Linked DNA regions of Sus scrofa: region 1 is linked to region 2. A link is a contact called in public promoter capture Hi-C data. All regions are on one chromosome and are shown on one strand. Each heading gives the region's core, a stretch centred on a gene start, on an enhancer-like site or on the middle of the called end of the contact. The rest is flanking DNA. Distances are from core to core; before and after follow the strand shown. Region 1 holds the start of RAB5C (RAB5C, member RAS oncogene family). Region 2 holds the start of CNTNAP1 (contactin-associated protein 1).

Region 1 (5,041 bases), core at 2,316-4,815, 460 kb before region 2:
TGTCCTCAGGTTTTCTGTGTTAGCTTAAATTCATGCAAACTTCGCATCCCAATCTCTAAGAGATCCAGGATTGTTTTAGTATAAAAATGTTTAATACTGGGTAAGACTGAAGTGTCTAGAAGAGGCAAAGACCTGACCGCATCTGTGGCTCCAAGAACCCAGCAGGAGGAGCACAGTCCTGGCCTTAGTGTTCTTCCTGTAACATGGGACTACAACCCACAACAATTCTGTTTACCATCTCTGAAACAAAACTACATGGGAACCATGCAGCAAACCACCAAGCACCACAGTGAAAACTGGCAGAAACGGTGAATCAGAATCCTAGGGATGAATTACGATGTATCTTCAAAACCCCACCAACCTTGCCAATACCCATCTACCCCGGGCCTGGGAATGGACTGTGTCCTTGTCCTTTGCTTCTAATTCAGCAAGAGATCCTGCACCCCCACTTTACTGGAAAAAAAGAGAGGCTCAGAGAAGTCAAGCAACAAGCCCAAGGCCACGCAACTGGTAAATGACAGAGTCCAGATGACAGCTCAGGCCTGGCTGACTGGAAAGCCTCTCGAGCCTTTCACCCCACCACACCACCTCTCTGTCCACCAGGCAGGGGTCAGAGGAAAAAGGATCCAAGAAGTACTTGCTTGGTGGGGCTGAATTTAAATTCCCGCCCCTGCTCTGTGTTTCCCTGCAAGTTCTAGTGAAAGGGGTCCTGGGTGGAGAGCCACACTCTTCCCAGGCAAGCAGGAGGCAGCATGGGGGTGGGGGAGAGCGGGGGGTTGGGGGGGGTGGGGGGGAGTCAGAGGCTAAGCAGAGGCCAGCTCTGCCAGTTGTCTGCCCCTTCCCCCTGCCCAGAGGGACCCCTGAGTCCACTCACTTTTATTTCATTTTCTAGCCATCACAACTTTCAGGTTCCCAAGAAATTAATGTCACGCAAATGTTAGCAAACGCTTAGGCCCTGAAGAGTACTGACCTGCGCCTCCTAACTGCTGTGGCCCCAGAGGCAGTGGAGGAAGGAGGATGGGGCTGGGGTGGGGAAGAAAACCGAACCAGAGGGGCACCAATGACGAGGAACGCTAAAGGGTCTGCACCTGGGCTGCTGCTTGCTCACCTGCATTCGTTCCACAAACAGACCAAAGGAGGGCCTGCTATAAGGGAAGATGAGGCACATCTAATTCCAAATGCCAAGCCCCGGCTCTACCCTTTTCTAACCGTGTGATTTAAATCAAGCTACGTCAATGCCTTCAGCATCATCTCTAAAGTGGAGACAACTCCCACTATTTCCCCGGACTCTTGTAAGGAACATGTGTGAAAAGAACTTGGCAACTTTAAAATGACATAAAAATTAGCTGTTACCACCTTTCTATAGCCTAAAGGCAGAAAAAGGCCCACCGGTTCTAAGAGGCAAAAGAGAGGAAGGGCATGGGAGGGGAGGGGCTTCTGTCCCCCACACAGTGCCCTGCCCCTCGCTGCCAAGCAGTATCAGATCTCTGCTTGGCCTCTATACTCTCTGGGTGCCTAAAGTGGCTGCCTAACCACCCAGGGCACTGGTGTCTTTCTGTCTCTCTGCAAGGGAGAGCTTTTCCTTCAAAAGCCTACTTCAGAATCAGAGCTGGGAGCCCACATCCAGACAAAGCAGTCGCCTCCAAAGGCTGGCCAGCCTCACCCTGGGTCTCCCAGAGAGATCCAGAAACACAGCCTACTGCCGAGGAGGTATGTCTAGTCGAGACCAATGGCCGGTGAACAGCTGGCCTCTCAGGCCCTGCCCCTTGAGGCACAGGCTGACCAGATTAGAGAAACCAGGCTGACCGCAGAAGTCTCTACCAACCCTCTAAAGAAGTCCACACAGACAGAGAGCTTGTGATCCGACTGTGGACCCTAACAAGGCAGGTTTTTTGGTTATTCCATACAAAGTAAGTGCATCCCAGGCTTAGCTCAAAAGTCTGTAGAAGACACTGGTGATGACTGTCCAGAAGTGGTCCGAAAGATCTCAAGGCAAAACCACCTCAGACCTTGCCATCTCAGGGCAGTAAAGGTGGCCCAGAATACTGAAGAGGTACCGAAATTCCCAAAGACTGTGTGGCCTTCCCTCCCTTCCTCCACTGTAGATAGCAAGGGTCAGTCATGGCCTCAGAGTCAGGCTGCTCTCATTAAGGTACAGTCTCAGGCCTGTACTTTGGCCACATAACAAAGAACCTCCCAGCCTGGTCTGAGACAGCAGCCATTTCACACACCTAAGTTTCAAGCAATGGACAAGGATCAGATGTCAGAACCAGCTGTCTCTAGGAAAAGCTGGGGAGAATCAGCACTTTCGGGTGTGGGAATTCCTTGGGTTACACTAAAAATTAGCACATGAAGAACCCAGAGGTGCCACTGTGATCTCCACCTAATCCTCTGCAATCTACAACTGAGTTGATCAAGTCCAGAAAGGAATGGAAATAGACCCTAGGACTAGAAGTGGCATGACCTGTTGATCAGGGAGGTGAGTGTGTGTTTAGCAGTGGGAAAGAGCCTAGCACTCCTCAATTCCAGACTCCTTATTTTTGGTCTTTTTCCTCCTCTCTAAAGACCAACGGACACCAGTCCCAGGACGAGCAGTCCCTCTGAGGTAGCTTGGAACCACTCGCGTGCTCTGGGAGGACCCGGTTGAGACTCCAGCAAGGGGGGAGGAGAAGGGGAGAGAGATGATAATGAATGGGCAGATCCACTCTGATCTGTGTGATCTGTAGCTAGGATTGAGCAAACCTCAGCTAAATTGTTCAGAGGCAGGAAAAGCGATACACTCAGGGAACGACACAACCAGAGAACACCATAACTAGAGGACGGGGCTGGGGCAGAGGGGAGCAAGCCGAGGAGAAGACAAGGCATTCCTAAAGAGTGACCCTGACTTTAAACTCTGCTAGGATCCTGGGTGGCTGTCTAGCTTGAGGAAAGAGAGGAAGTAAGGAGTTGTGGGAGCGGTCTCACCCAGGACCACCCCCCCCACACCCCGCCCCAGCCTCAGGATATCAAGATAAAATTCCTCTAGGGCTGGAGGGACAACAGTTTTTGTGGGACGGGGTAAAGGAAAACAGCGACAGACAACACTTCTGGCTACCTCTAAAAGAGAAGTCGGACAGGCTCCTTCACACCTGACAAAGATTCCTCCAATTCTAGGAGGAGAGGGAGCGAAACTTAGGGTCTCTCCCTCCCACCACCGGGCTGGACAGGCCAGAGGAGAGCCACAGGGGTTTCCCAAGGGTTACGAAGGGCAAGTAAGGGAAGGAAAGAAGAGCCCCCCCGGCCCCCGCTCTGGCTCGACGCCTGGGGAGCCCCTTAAGAGGGGGCTACGGGTCGGGGGAGGGGTCAGTATCCCCCCAAGCCGGGGCCGGGCGGGAGGAGGGGCTGCCCCGGAGAGGTTTCAACGCGAGCGAGACACTGGGTCCCGGGACAGGCACACTCACGGTGGCTCCGGGGCGGTGGCGTTACTTGAGGCCGGGGCTCGGACAGGCTCCGCTCCTCTCCCCCCGGCGGTGTCCCAGGCTCCGGCCTCCACTTCCGCCTTTCAGCCGCTCCGGATCCGGATCTCCACCTCCGACCCGCCCCTCAATACCCAGGTGACTGACAGGGCGGCGAAGCCAATGGGAGGCACTCTTGGCCGATTCACAGGCGGGGCTGGCGGGGAGCGCGGGAGAGGTGGGAGAGCGCACGCAAGGGACGGCGGGAATTGTAGTGCGTAGCTCCAGGAGGAGCCGCCTGAGACAGGCTTAGGGTGGAGCCCGATGTCGGCTAGGCGGAGCCCGGCCGGGAACTTTTTAAGGGCAGGCCTGCCGATCGCGTCATCGCGGGTTCCAGGCACCCCGAGGGGAGGCGGGTGGCGGAGCGTTGCAAGAGGGTAGGAGGCTGTGTGTGCAGAATTGGGAAAGGAAAAACATGATGTGAATGAATATGCACGTAAGGCCGCGTGGACCAGTCCTGAGCACTCGCTAGACTGGAGGAGCCCGTGTCTGCGCTTTTGGGCCAAGTCAGTTCTGGGAGCCCCACGGGTGGGGACATTTTGATATGGGGAAGATTATGGAAACGCTATAGTAAGGGCTTTCTGGAGACTACTGGGTAAGATCAAAGGGAGAGCCCCTGCCACTGCCCAGCAGTAAACTAGGACCCTCTGCCTTTGGCTCAACCGGAACCGACTCTGCCCCTGTCTCTCCCCACCCTCAACCAGTTCCAGCTCTTGTCTCTTAACTCCAAGCACAGAGCCAGACACTTCCCATCCAGTGAACTGGACCCACTTCTGTTTGCCCCCGCTTTGCCCTTCACATGGATCAGGGCTTTTTTTTTTTTTTTTCCCTGCTCCCCTCAGTATGGATTAGGACCACTTCTGCTCACCCCCAACCCCCCCAACACAGCTCCTCTGCTTCTGCATCTCACCCCCAGAGATACTACTCAGCACCTGAATGGAATACTAGCTCACCCGGAGGCAGCTGTGGGCATTGTTCCTATGACACCAGCCAACACCAAACATACCCTGGAGCCTGAGCTGGAGAATGGACCTTGCAACCTGTCCAGGACAACTTGCCCACACCTGGTTCCATTTGGTCACCAGGGTGCCTCTAACAACGTCCATACCACCAACCCCTTCAGTGATTGTCAGAGAAGTGAAAGCTAAGAAAGAAGAGAGAGCTTAAGAGAGCAAAGGGGATGGGGCAGAGTGGGATTCTTAGTAGGTTCTGGCTGGTGACAGCACTTCTTCCAGACCCTGCTGTTCCTAGCCTGCAACAGGCACAGGATTGGTTAATGCAGAATTAGTGGGGAGTCCTGTGGGTCACCTTGGCAGGGCTGGAGGTGGACTTGAGTCAGGGCTCTGTCCCTCCCACATATCGTGTCTGAGTCTGTGGCTGTGACCAGGTGAGGGGGAGGGTGGGTATGACGGGCCCATAGTGACTCATTACGGTTTCTGCCTCATCCCTGGGGCCCCTGGTGGCGTGAATGTGGTGCCAAGTGGATTGGTTGGCACCTTTGCCCTCCTAGAGACAGCAACAGGGCCCTGGGGTATGGTGGGGGAGTG
Region 2 (4,990 bases), core at 2,279-4,778:
TCTCCGGTGGATGGTTCCAGGTTGGCCCCCAGTGGCTGGCGTGTGGGACCCTTTGAGGATCGGCGCCATCTCCGGTGCTCCCCTAGATCCTGTCCCTTGAGGCCGTGGTTCTTGGTCTCAGCCGCCAGAGGCTCACGGAAGGAAGGCTAGCTCGAGCTGGGCGGGGCGGGACAGGGCGGGGACGACAGGCCAGCGCCTCCCTGGAGACATCCCCGCCACGCCCCGCCCGTCTTGCCCTGGGTCCCCAGACTCTCGATTGGAGCGGTTGGGGCAGCTTTGATGACCGGATATTAAACCGGGAGACTTGTCACACGCGGACACCATCGTGCCTGTCGTGACTGTATAAAACAAAGACCAAGAATCAATGTCTCTAGAGGCCATCCCTGCCTTGACCTCGCCCCAGAGGAGTGTGGCCTGTGCTGAGGCTTCCTAGGGACGTTAGCACCACAACCATGTACCTGGATCCCAAGCCCTTGCCTTCAAGGGAAGTTTTTTCCCTTGTCTAACCTCTCTCCGGCAGGTTCAGTGCATTTCCTCTGACCTCGTCCCCAAAGAAGATGGAGAGTGGCTGTCACCCCTACTCCACCACGCCCGTGACAGCCACTCTTTGGAAATTTGCAACTTGGAATTCTCTTCTTGGATCTTCTCCAAGGTGAAAAACTCCGACAACTTCTTAAATTGCTTTTTTTTTTCTCTCCACCAGAGAACCTTAGAAGGGACTGTCGAGTGGTAATTGAATCCAAAAGCACACCCAAAACGGGAATCTCCTGGCGCCGTCCCTACCCCCACACCAGGCATAGGCACACACAGTCCCCGACAGCCTCAGCTTGAACATTCCAGAGGCTGGGAGCTCGGTACTTGCTAAGGCAGCCATTACTGGATAGCACTCTGTGGTTGTTAGAAAGCTCTTCCTTACACTATTTCGGGAGGAACCCCCGCCCCTCCTCGCCTGGCAGCTTTCCCACCTCACCTCTGTTAGCAGAGTCCAAGGAAAGGTGGAGAGGGTGTCAGTGCCTAGAGCTTTAGCAGGCTCAGCAGCCCCCCACCCCCACGCAGGCTCTCAGCACCTTCCACCAAGAGTCAAGCTCCGCGGAGTGGGAAGGGGGGGCGGGAGGGGGAGTTACCCTCCAGCTCTGCCCTGCTACAAATCACTTCCAAGCCAGTGTCTCAAAAATAGTAACAGTTGTTGGGTTGCATCTCATTTCCATGTTGTAAATTTAATATGCCAAAGAACAGAAGCAATTCCTTTAGGTCCCTACCTCTTCCTCCGTGTCCCCCGCTTATTCCCCTTTCCCACTACCCTCCCTGGAATCATTTCCTCAGCCCTCCCCCTTCTCTTGATTCGCAGCTCTAGTGATCCCAGAAGGAGACACTGTTGGTCTCAGTGGGAGCCGAACAGGAAGAAAGGCGGGGCCGGCGGGGGCAGCGGCCGCGGGGGTGAGGCCCTGGACTGCAGCCCCCACTCCGAAGCAGCCTCCGCAGGTCCTGGCGGAAGCGCAGGCCCAGAAAAGCGTAGAGCACTGGGTTGAGGCCGCAGCGGGCGAGGGCCAAGCCTCCGGTCACCAGCAGTGCCAGATCCTTGCGCTTGCTGGCAGGACAGCTCCGCTCGCGGGCCGCCAGTAGGTCAGCAGTATCCAACAGCAGGGCGAGACTGTAGGGCAGCTGCAGTATCACAAACGCCGCCACCAGGGCCACCACGACGCGCAGCGCGCGCCGGCGCTCCGGCCCCCTGGTGGCCAGCAGCGTGCGGCCCAGGAGCGCGTAGCAGGCCGCCATGACGCCCAGCGGCAGCGCGAAGCCCAGGACCACCTGCGCTACGGCGCTCGCCCCCTTCACCGTCTGCGTGAGGCCCTCGGGGAAGATGAGACGGCAGCGCCGCTGGCCTTCCCGCTGGCCGTCCTGGCTGAAAAGGAGAGCAGGCAGCGCCAGGAGCAGCGATAACAGCCACACGACGACGGAGACCAAGTGTGCGCGGCCCGGCGCGGAGGGTCTCGGTCCAGCTGGGAGGGCTCGCGCGATGGCCACGTAGCGGTCGGCGCTGATACAGGCCAGGAAGAGGAAGCCGGCGTGGAAGGAGGCCGAGTAGAGGCCCGAAATGGCGCGGCAGGTGACACTTCCCAGACTCCAGCCCTGCAGAGCCCCGGCTGCAGCAAAGGGCAGAGTCAGAGCCAGCAGGAGGTCGGCCAGGGCCAGCTGGAGCAGGTGGGCGGAGGTAGGCGAGCGGGCAGCGCGACGGGCCGCCAGATGGGTGGCCAGGACCAGGCCATTGCCCGCCAGACCCAGAGCAGCCACGGTCAAAGAGACACTGGGTTGGAAGGCCCGACTGAAGGCCTGGACATCAGCCTTGTGGCAGAGCTCTGGCAACGGTTCAGCAGAATATGCCTCTTCATAGTCCCCGGAGTAGGGGCCCCAGGAAACCTGGGGAGGCCAAAATGAGAAGAGAGACCTTATGAGACATGCCTCCACCACAAGCCTCCCCCTCCCACACATGCATTCCAAGCTGGGAGCACCTGTGTGACCAGGCACAATGGTACAGTACACGGTGAGAAGACAAACTCTTCTCCAAACTCGTCCTAGCACACCCTCAACAGGCCCTCGCTTCCCTTGCACCCCTTCTGCCTCTGTGTCCAGCTTCCTTCGTGACCTTGGGCAGGCCTTTTTCAGGATCTCCAGTTGACTAATCTGTAATGTCGAGTTTAGAAATCCTGACTAGCCCACCTAGCAGGGTTGTTTGAAGCAAGGACGATAAAGGGTGTGAAGCATCAGTGTTCCGGGTAGGCCAAGCGTTTGTATTATCAGTAAATCTTAGAGTCAGTTCCTTTGCAGCGCCCTCTCCTGGAAGAACACTCACATGCAGCCTCTGCCTCAGACCTGGTCCCTGGAGGCCAGGCTTGGTCTGGAGTCCCTCCCCCCAACCCCCACCCTCCAGTACAGGTGCACTGAACTACTTATACCGAGGTGGTCATAAGGGTTGGGGCTTAGGTTTTCTGGCCTCGGTTGGGAACTCAGACTTCTAGCTTCAGCTCACCCTTCCCCTCAGCCCCAGTCCCGTCCCCCAACCCCAGCCGCACAACCCCAGCCCCATCTATCTGGTCCCAGAGGGCTCCAGGTGCCCTGGATAGGTCACAGCCGACCAGAGGCCTGGTGCCAGGTGGGGAATCCCATCCCTTCACCTTACCTCCCTCTCTGTAACCCTCCCCCCCTGCCCCCACTCCCACCTGCTCTGCGGGCACAGTCCCCATCTCTGGCTACTCAGGTTTCTGAGGTAAAGCCACTGCAGAGAGAAGTTAAACTAGAGGGACAGGAAGGAAGGGGCGGGGAAAAGGGCCAAGAAGGCGGTGGGGATTAGGGTCTGCGGGTCCTCTTTACCTACCTTTTTCCATTCTACCCCCTAAAAATAACTTCTCTTTACCCTGCCAGGAGAAGAAGAATGGGTTTTGGCATCTCATCATTTCCTGGCTACCTGTGTGATCCTGAGTAGGTGTTTTGATCTCGCTGAGCCTCAGGTTTTTCATCTGCAAAGTGGAGTAAGGGAAAAATGTAGAATTCACAGGGTGACAAGGGTGCCTAGCATGGGTGCTTGGAGCATAATTTCCTTTCAGAAATATTAGATTCTTTCACTTACTCTTCTCCCTGTCCCCAAGCACCCTCGCCTTCCACCTCCCTTTTCTCGGATTCTTCAGGACCCTAGGCTCCCTTCCCCCATCGTTGCGGCCACAGCCCCTCTCAGCCTCGGGTTATTCAGGGTATTTCCCGGTGGCTGGAGGCTCTACCCCCGCCCTTTCGCAGCAGGGCTGAGGCGCGCGCTTGCGCGGGGTCCGGGAAAGCGGCGCGTGCCAGGAGACAGAGGCTGGGGAAGGGGGGAGGTGAGAAGAGAGAGGGTGGAAGGAGAGGAGAGAACAGCGGCGAACCGGGAACGGCACGGAGAGAAGGGAGAAGGGCTCGGGGAGAGAGGAGAGAGGGAGGGGTGGGTAAGGAGGAGAGACAGCGATCCGCTGCGTACCCCAGGAGGAAAGTCGAACTGGAACCGGAGCCCTAGCTGGAGCCGGGCTCTGGGAGGCGGCCGCCGGACCCGTCAGCCCTGCATGATGCGTCTCCGGCTCTTCTGCATCCTGCTCGCCGCGGTCTCAGGAGCCCGGGGATGGGGCTACTGTGAGTGCAGGGCTCGCAGGCAGGCTGCGTGGGGGCCGGGAGTCCAAGGCCTGCAGGGCGGGTCCCACACCGCATTGCGGCTGGGTGGTCGCAGGTGCCTTCCCCGCCGGCGCGCGCTCCTCCGCCTTCATCCTTGCTGCCTCTCCCCCGCGCTCCGCAATGCAGCTCCGAGGCTGGCGCGCGTGCTCCAGGCTAGGGATTCGCTCGAGCTGAGGACAGAGTCGGCCCGGGGGTCGGCTGGGATTTGGGACTGGGATCCAAGAGGGAGCTAGTGCCCGGGTTTGAGGGTTGGGAATATGGGTAATACAGGTGACCGGGGCTACGGTTAAGGTTTTGCCAGGGGCTGGGGCTGGGCTTGGAGCCGGCCCAGGGTCTAGGGTTTGGGGCTGGGGCTGGATTCGGGGGCTGGGATCCACGCAGTATTTGGTGGTCCTGTACAGTGCTAAGATTGGACATGGAACTGGTAATGGTGTTAGGACTGGCTGGGGTTGGGACCAAGGCCTGGAATCGGGGTTGGTGCAGGTTTGGGGTGCTGAAGAATGAGATTGAGGCTAAATCTGGGGCTGGATTAATGTCTTGAGGTGACTCGGGCTCTGAAAGATGCTGAGGTTTGGCGTTGTGTTTTGGCGAGTACTGAAACTGAATTGGGAAGGGTCTGGACTAGGGGTTCCCCCAGAAGGAGAAGGCAGCCTCCACTAAGTGTGCAGCTGTTGCTGCGGCCCAGATGAGTAGATGGGCTGGGTCAGCCACTGGGGGATAGAGAAGAAAGAGCTCCAGATGCTCAGCTTGCTGGGCCTGTGGAAGCACCGGGAGGGGCCACCTTGATCAATATGTCGGT

Evidence for each region. Promoter capture Hi-C pulls out the DNA fragments that hold promoters and counts their contacts.
Region 1: a contact with region 2 is called in a promoter capture Hi-C map of fetal liver, with 2.2 times the contacts expected there. The contact joins the promoter of RAB5C here to the promoter of CNTNAP1 in region 2. A contact is called at or near these places in 1 of 5 promoter capture datasets (fetal liver) and 2 of 2 datasets of contacts at active chromatin or transcription factors (alveolar macrophages and skeletal muscle).

What each region holds. Positions count from the first base shown.
Region 1 is chr12:20,612,515-20,617,555 of Sscrofa11.1, reverse strand. RAB5C (RAB5C, member RAS oncogene family) reads right to left here and starts at 3,565. Exons shown (of 6, transcript NM_001244254.1): 1 at 3,441-3,565.
Region 2 is chr12:20,155,879-20,160,868 of Sscrofa11.1, reverse strand. It overlaps CNTNAP1 (contactin-associated protein 1), which reads left to right and starts at 3,528. Exons shown (of 24, transcript XM_021066979.1): 1 at 3,528-4,152. The coding sequence starts at 4,086. CCR10 (C-C motif chemokine receptor 10) reads right to left here and starts at 3,242. Exons shown (of 2, transcript NM_001044563.1): 1 at 3,219-3,242; 2 at 1,351-2,418. The coding sequence starts at 3,242. The coding sequence ends at 1,351.